Linked DNA regions of Pan troglodytes: region 2 is linked to region 1. Evidence: chromatin contacts called from public Hi-C data. All regions are on one chromosome and are shown on one strand. The core of a region is the stretch at or near the end of the contact, and the rest is flanking DNA. Distances in the headings are between cores, read along the strand shown.

Region 1 (3,590 bases), core at 387-2,886:
TGCAACTCCCAAGGCAAAATTCAGAAAGATGTTGTTTCCCCTCAAAACAAAGAGCCTTAATGCCCAGAATGCCACAGTTCTGAATCGTGAGTACCTGCAAATAGACAGAAGGAACACGGAGGGGATATGTGGGTGAGAGATGACCTGGATTCTCACGGGAAGAAGGGCAGCCACCTTAGAGGTGCACGGAATACAGTTCTAGGCCTGGTGCAACTCAAGGGGCAGTTAACCATTTTCCAGTAAGCCCGAAATTGACCAATAAAAGGGACTTGAAAGTATTAGAGAGCAGCTCTTTGGAAACCCACGGAAAACAAACATTGGGGATTCAAAGGATTTGGGAGGAGAGGAGGTGGAAATGAGTCAAAAGAAGCCTTCTCGAGGATAAAATCATGTGACCCTCGGGAAGAGAATGCCAAGGAGCTAAGAAAAGGGAGGACAGGTCCTGGGGAAAAGCCCTCCACTCCAACAAGCGGGAAGTGCATACCAATGGGTGCGGGGGGGGTCCCTGAAGGTACCGCTTTCGGAGCACCCGAGGCCTCCAGCCGGATGTCAGGCCACGCACCAACGAGGGACCACCGTGCGGGGACAGTGTCCGCGCGCGGGAAAAACGGCGGCGGGGCCGGAAGGGGACAGGGTGGGCCGGAAGGGGGGGCAGGGCGGGCCGGGAGGGCGCCCCACGGGACACTTACGCGGCCGCTTTTTCCTCAGGCTTTCGATGCGCTGGCGGGAGACCGAGGTGGGGCCGCTGTAGGAGCCCAGTCGATCCCGCCTCGTGCCCTCAGCCGAGGCCCCGACCGCGGGCACCGACGCGCTGCTCGCCCGGCGCCGCAGTGGCTCCTGCCGCCGCCCTTCGGGGTCCCCGGCCGCCTGCTCCCCAGCCGACGAGAGGGAGGTGGCGGAAGCCCTGCCGTGGCGCTCCATGGGCGCGCCGAGCCGGCCCGCTCCCATCCGCAGCAGCCACCGCTGCCGCCCCAGCAAGCCCCCCAGCGTCGGACTCCTTCTCGCCTCCTCCGCGGCAGTCCAGCCAGAGCAGAGGCGCGCCCTCGGCCGGCCGCCTCTTCCGTTGCGCCAACGCGCGGGAAGCCAATCCGACGAGGCTGGGGACGGCCCAAAGGCCTCGCGTCCAGTCGGCTCCCTAACTCGACGAGGATTGACCGTGCCTCCGTCCAATGAGAGGCTATCGTGACGGGGCGGGGAGAGGGTGGTGGAGGAGGGGATCCGGGTTCCGCGGAGGAAGAGAAGGCGGTGTAGCCCAGAAGAGAGTGATGGCGGCGCCGCCCAATGGACGCGTGGGTGGAAGGGCCCGAGCCTCCTCATCCACCCCCTCCTTTCGCCCCCACTTGTGCATGCCTCTGCCCCCCCAGGCCGCGGAACTCTCCTGGGGCGACCCCGAGCCCCACCCCGCTGCTCCGTGCCGTCCTCGCAGCTCGAGCCCTCCTCCAGCCCAGCAGTGCTCCCGCAGCGTCTGGCCGCTGGTCGTCGGCAGACGAAAGGGCTTGAACCGCGGCTGACCTTAGCCTTTGTCCCGCGGCCTAGTTCCGCAGCTGCCGTCGAGGCCGCCAGCCCCTCCCCCAGCATGTTTGGGCTAAGCCGCCTCCTTTCCGCCTGCGTTGGAGAGAGAGGTACCAGAAGGAATGAAAGGACTGGGGCTTGTCTCCATGGCAACTGAAAGAAAGAGGTGGGTTATAAATCCTTCGCCACCCTCCTGTGGCGAAGGAGGGGAAGTGGGAGCCGGTAAGTAGAGTTGGCCTTTTGCAGGAGAGTCTGGAGCCCCTTTCTGGGTGATGCATTGGGGGCCATAGAAGGATTTGGCTGCCGCTTTGGAGCATGGATTTTTTTTTTAATCATCTTCCTTTCTCTTTTGGAGAGAAAAATTTGTCACCTCCAGGACTGAGACCCTGACCCTTCCAAGCATTCCCACTACCAAAGGCTGCCCAAGCCCGGAAGGATCCCATCCTGTTCTGTACTCTGAGGTCACTTCCTCACTCCGTCAAATTTCACTGGACTGTGGGCTAATTTAAAGTGCCTCCGTATTAGCGGGGCGTGGTGGCCCATGCCTATAATCCCAGCTACTTGGGAAGCTGAGGCAGGAAAATTGCTTGAACCCGGGTGGCGGAGGCTGCAGTGACCCAGTATTGTGCAACAAGAGCGAAACTCCGTCTCAAAAAAAATAAAAAATAAAAAAGAGTGCCTCCCTGGGGAGACTGTAATGCCCCTTGGGCAGTGATCCTTATTCCCCTCTCCCATAATGATTGGTTGTAGCAGGCTGAACAAAAAGGTTGAGCTTCACTTGTGCTTGCTGAATAGAATTCTCATGCCCACTCCACGTTAGCTCCCCTCACTGTAGGACTAGCTCTGAAAATTCTAGCTCCTGCAGGAAGCCAACACAGATGGATCTACAAGAACCAAAAACAGCTGTAGCTGCTCTTCTAAATCTCAGTGCCTGACATTGCTTCTCCTTCTGCCTCCTCTCTCCACCCCCCAAAAAATGTGGTCCTCCTTGACCTGAGGGAGCTTCCGTCCAAGTCTGTGAGCTCTGATCATCCTGAAGAATCAAAGTATCATCATCCCTTGGCTGGCAAGATGAACTCCAACATCAAAACACTTGAAACAGTAGTATTTTTACACAATTTGCCCACTGCCTCTACATCTCACTTAGTCCTTGCAGTAACATTTGGATGATGAGGCAACTTATCCAGAAGCACAAAGCCTAAAGAATGACAGAGCTTGGACTCCTGAGAAGTTCAGCTACTGCCCGCCTTATGATAACCAAAAGAAAGCGGCTGGGCGCAGTGGCTCAACTCCTGTTATCCCAGCACTTTGGGAGGCCGAGGCGTGCAAATCACAAGGTCAGGAGTTCGAGACCAGCCTGGCCAACACAGTGAAACCCCGTCTCTACTAAAAAAACAAACACAAAAATTAGTTGGGCGTGGTGGTGGGCACCTGTAATCCCAGCTACTTGGGAGGCTGAGGCAGGAGAGTCACTTGAATCCGGTAGGCGGAGGTCGCAGTGAGCCGAGATCGTGCCACTGCACAAGTTCGAGACCACTTCTACAAAAAATAAAAAAATTTAAAAAAATAGGCCAGGCACAGTGGCTCATGCCTGTAATCCAAGCACTTTGGGAGGCTGAGGCGGGCGGATCACTGGAGGTCAGGAGTTTCAGACCAGCCTGGCCCAACATGGTGAAACCCTGTCTCTACTAAAAATAGAAAACTTAGCTGGGCGTAGTGGTGCGTGCCTGTTGTGGTGGCCTGTGGAGCCACTTACTCCAGAAGCTGAGGCAGAAGAACTGCTTGAACCTGGGATGCAGAGGTTGCAGTGAGCTGAGATTGCACCACTGCACTCCAGCCTGGGCAACAGAGTGGGACTCTGCCTCAAAAAAAAAAAAAAAGAAAATGAAGATGACCAAATGGGCTTCTAGATGGCTAATGATATTCTGTTTCTTTGATCTGGGTGGGGGTTACATGGGTGTGTTCCCTTTGTAATGTTATCAAGACATTTTGTGCACTTTTTTGGGTATTATACTGAAAGAAAACATTTATTTTTTAAAAAATTGAAAAATTGCCTTGGAGCAGAGTAAGGTAAATCT
Region 2 (3,590 bases), core at 312-2,811, 180 kb before region 1:
TTCTTTCTGTCTCACACATGTGCTTCCTCACCATGTGATATCTTCCACCATGGGATAAAGCAGCATGAAGCCTTCATCAGTCAGACACCAGCGTCATGCTCTTGGCCTTGCCAGCTTCCAAAACCGTGAGCCAAATACATTATTTTCTTTATAACTTACCCAGTCTGTGGTATTCAGTTATAGCAGCAGAAATGGACTAAGATGGAACACAAGAGAGGGAAGGAAGTGCAGAGGGAGGGGGAGAAGAGGGAATAAAACTTCCCCAGAGCTGCGGAGAGCCTGCCCCGTCTCTTCATCCCTGGGAAACAGGGAGGGGCTGCAGACACAGCCCCTAAGCCTGCTCTGCATGATGAGAAGCATAAAGACCTGACCCTACAGCGTAGTACCCTAAGCATGTTCCTCCTGCCTGCGATGAAGGGGGCTATCTCCCCACCCACATCCAACCCATCTGCCTCAGGTGTCCACACCATGGAGGCAGAATGTCATGGACTTGCTGTCAGACCATGTCAGATCATGCTGGGAGATAAATTCCCACCATTAACTCAGAACATGGTGGTGCTGGTTGTGGGGTCCTATGGCCAGAGCCTATGCCCTCGCTGTCCATTATAGCTGCATGGGGGGTGTAGGCTGGCACCAGCTACAGATGCCCTGAGAGCTGCTGTCCAAAGAGCTGTTCTGAAGAAGCTTTGCTGAGGGGCACAGGGCCGTGGGGGGAGAGAGAGGCAGCCGTGGGGGCGCCCCAGATGTTGCCCCATGCCCTTCCAGGGCCTGCCTGGAACTGAAGACACGAGCCCTTGTGAGAGTCAGAGGCACTCCGTCGGGCGCGGTGGCTCACGCCTGTAATCCCAGCACTTTGGGAGGCCGAGGCGGGTGGATCACGAGGTCAGGAGATCAAAACCATCCTGGTTAACACGGTGAAACCCCGTATCTACTAAAAATACAAAAAAATTAGCCGGGCGTGGTGGCGGGCGCCTGTAGTCCCAGCTACTCGGGAGACTGAGGCAGGAGAATGGCGTGAACCCAGGAGGCGGAGCTTGCAGTGAGCCGAGATCGCGCCACTGCACTCCAACCTGGGCGACAGAGCGAGACTCCGTCTCAAAAAAAAAAAAAAAAGTCAGAGGCACTCATCTGAGTTCCCACTTCAAATTGGCAGAGGACAGGGAGGAGTCCCCACGATAGGACCTACAGGCTGGCAAAGAACGTGCAGGTGGAGGAGGCAAGACAGTGAGGTCACACCAAGGGGCCGGAGAGAGGTCATTCCATGACTGACGTTCTTGGAATCCGGAATCTGCCCTGCATGCACAAAAATGCCCTCGGAGAGCACGGGGCTGGGGAGCTGGCAGAATCTTCACAGATGCTGAAGAGAGGCACAGCGCAGGCCCTCCCCTGAGTCTTCCCTGATGAAAAAAGGAGGCCAAGGGCAAAGCGGAGAGTGCCGGAGAGCCCTCATTCCTGTTCCCTCGCCACCTGGGGCCCGGGAACCAGACGGACCCTGCGTTAGGATGTGCCGTTGCTGCCTGACTTAAGGCTGGAAAAATACCACGTCCAAGAGTTGGCAGGGGGCTGTGGCTGACCACCAGGGGGCAGCTGTGAGCCCCATGGCCAGGCACGTGCATAGCTCTATTCAGGGAAAGCAAGCCAGGCTTTCACTGACTGAGACCCTGCTTTAAAAATCTCAGCCAGTAGCTGCTCCCCTGAGCCCATAAGGAGTCCTCAGGTTGAGAGGTGTGCAATGTCCTCCAAGAAACCTTTGTCCCAATAGGCAGACCCCTAAATACCCCAACCACGTTTCAGTACCAAAAATGGGATCCTATACTTTAAAAACCTGACCTTGGTGTGACCCCTAACCCTGGCCTCAGACTTCCCCCAAACCCATTGCAATCCTTCATTTATTTAACCAGTATTTATTTAGCATCTACTATATACCAGCAGCCTATTAGACACCTGGGATTCTTCAGTGAACAAATCAGACCAAGACCCCTGCCCTCCTGGGACTTCTATTCTCTGAAAGGAAGGTGCCATTGAACCATCCACAGTTGCCCGTGATTGGCCAGAATGATTTGGGTGGCTCTGAATGAAGCCATCATGCAATTCAGCTTCGGACAGGTGACTCAAGTGGTTCTAAGGAGCTTCGCCTTACAGCTTGAGCATTAGGCCTCCTGACCATCAGACCCAGAGAGAGTGATGAAGACTGAGGACATCTGAGTCTAGGAGAGACTTCAACTTTTTGGCGTGTGACTTCCATTTCTTTCTCTCAAAAGTAGAGGATAGTCCCTTATTCTTTGAAATTTGCAATGTGCTGCCTTTTGACTACAGTGCTTTCACAGAGCAGAAATCTGTTGCTTATTTGATCTGAAACTTCAGTGCTCAGAGAAAATATTCACCTCGGTCTCATTGCATCATTCTCTGAAGAAGGGCCTCTGGGTACCAGTGGCCAAAATCTCATCCTCTTATTCCAAAGATTGGTTCCCCTCTCTGTCTCCTCTCTCTGCGTGTTTATGGCACCATTCTTCCCCAGAGACCTCAGCTGGAAATCTCAGCCTCACATCTAATTCCTCTCTCTTTCTTCCCCAGATCAATCCAGACACCCATCAGTTCTACCTTCTAAATGCCTCTTGATCCTGTTCTCTCCTCTCCACCCCATAGCCACTGCACTGGCCAGGCCACCATCTTTGCTCACCCACACAATTGCCATGTCACAGTTGATCCCCAGATTCCTGTTCTGAAGATAGTACTGTCAAGCCCCTGTGCATGGTGTCCTTCAGGCTCATTCGCTTCACCTGAGGGCCCAACCAGGCAAGCTCTCTCCCTGCTGCCTCCTGCCATCCCTACTTACCCCTCTGGACCTCTGCTCCTCTCCTAGCACCTGTACTTCCTGCAGCTCCTCTCTAAAATTTACCAAAATACCCTATCTCCACTTTCACCCTCCCAGGAAGCTCTCCCCAACCAGGCCATTCAAGTAATTCCTTCCTCTATAGCATCTTATTCTTCACTATCCAAGCTTACCTGGGGCAAAGTCCTGTGTTCCCGCAAAACTGTGAGCTCCTGAAGTCAGAGTCAGTCTTTGTCTCCTCTTTGGCCTCAACTAGTGCCTGGTCCCCATGAAGGACCTAGAAGATACCTGCTGCATGGCAGATAGAGCTAAAGGCATCAGTGGCATGGTTAAATCAACCTATGACACCTCAACTCTCAGAAATATGGAGTAGATGTGTTTTTTCCTATTCTTTCCAGTAAATATGGCTAAAAACCCTAGATACTGCCTATAAAACAAGCATCTGAAAGCAGAGAGAAGAAGGCAAACCAGCTAGGGACTTTGGGGCCTAGGGAATGACACAGCAATGAGTTCTCTGGGTTTATCTTTTTGGCTCATATATCCCAGACAGTGTGCAAAGAAGCCAGCATTCTGGAAACAACAATGGGAATAGATGCCCCACAAAAGCCCAAGAAAATCCTGCTCTGCTTGCCAAAGGACCAAGATGGAGTGGCCTAGCAAAACGGAAAACTTTTAGACAATGATCGTTCTGTGCCAGCCAAATACCATAGGAAAAAATGTAAGACCCCACCCCCACCCGCACCATCAAAGGCTGAGT

What was found. A called contact is a pair of places that touch in the nucleus more often than the background predicts.
Region 2: a Hi-C map of stem cell-derived neural progenitor cells shows a contact between it and region 1, with 2.9 times the contacts expected there. The contact joins the enhancer-like site here to the promoter of PANK2 in region 1. A contact is called at or near these places in 2 of 7 Hi-C or Micro-C datasets (a lymphoblastoid cell line and stem cell-derived neural progenitor cells) and 1 of 1 datasets of contacts at active chromatin or transcription factors (stem cell-derived excitatory neurons).

Annotation. Positions count from the first base shown.
Region 1 is chr21:10,494,574-10,498,163 of NHGRI_mPanTro3-v2.0_pri, reverse strand. PANK2 (pantothenate kinase 2) reads right to left here and starts at 1,636. Exons shown (of 7, transcript XM_063803271.1): 1 at 1,513-1,636.
Region 2 is chr21:10,673,887-10,677,476 of NHGRI_mPanTro3-v2.0_pri, reverse strand. No RefSeq gene overlaps it. Among named protein-coding and RNA genes, the nearest start is that of RNF24, 50 kb to the right of the region's middle. Within about 2 kb of position 1,561, at least 10 of the 24 cell types and tissues checked have an H3K27ac peak or open chromatin away from gene starts, as enhancers often do. A contact at or near this core is called in stem cell-derived neural progenitor cells, where this site is marked.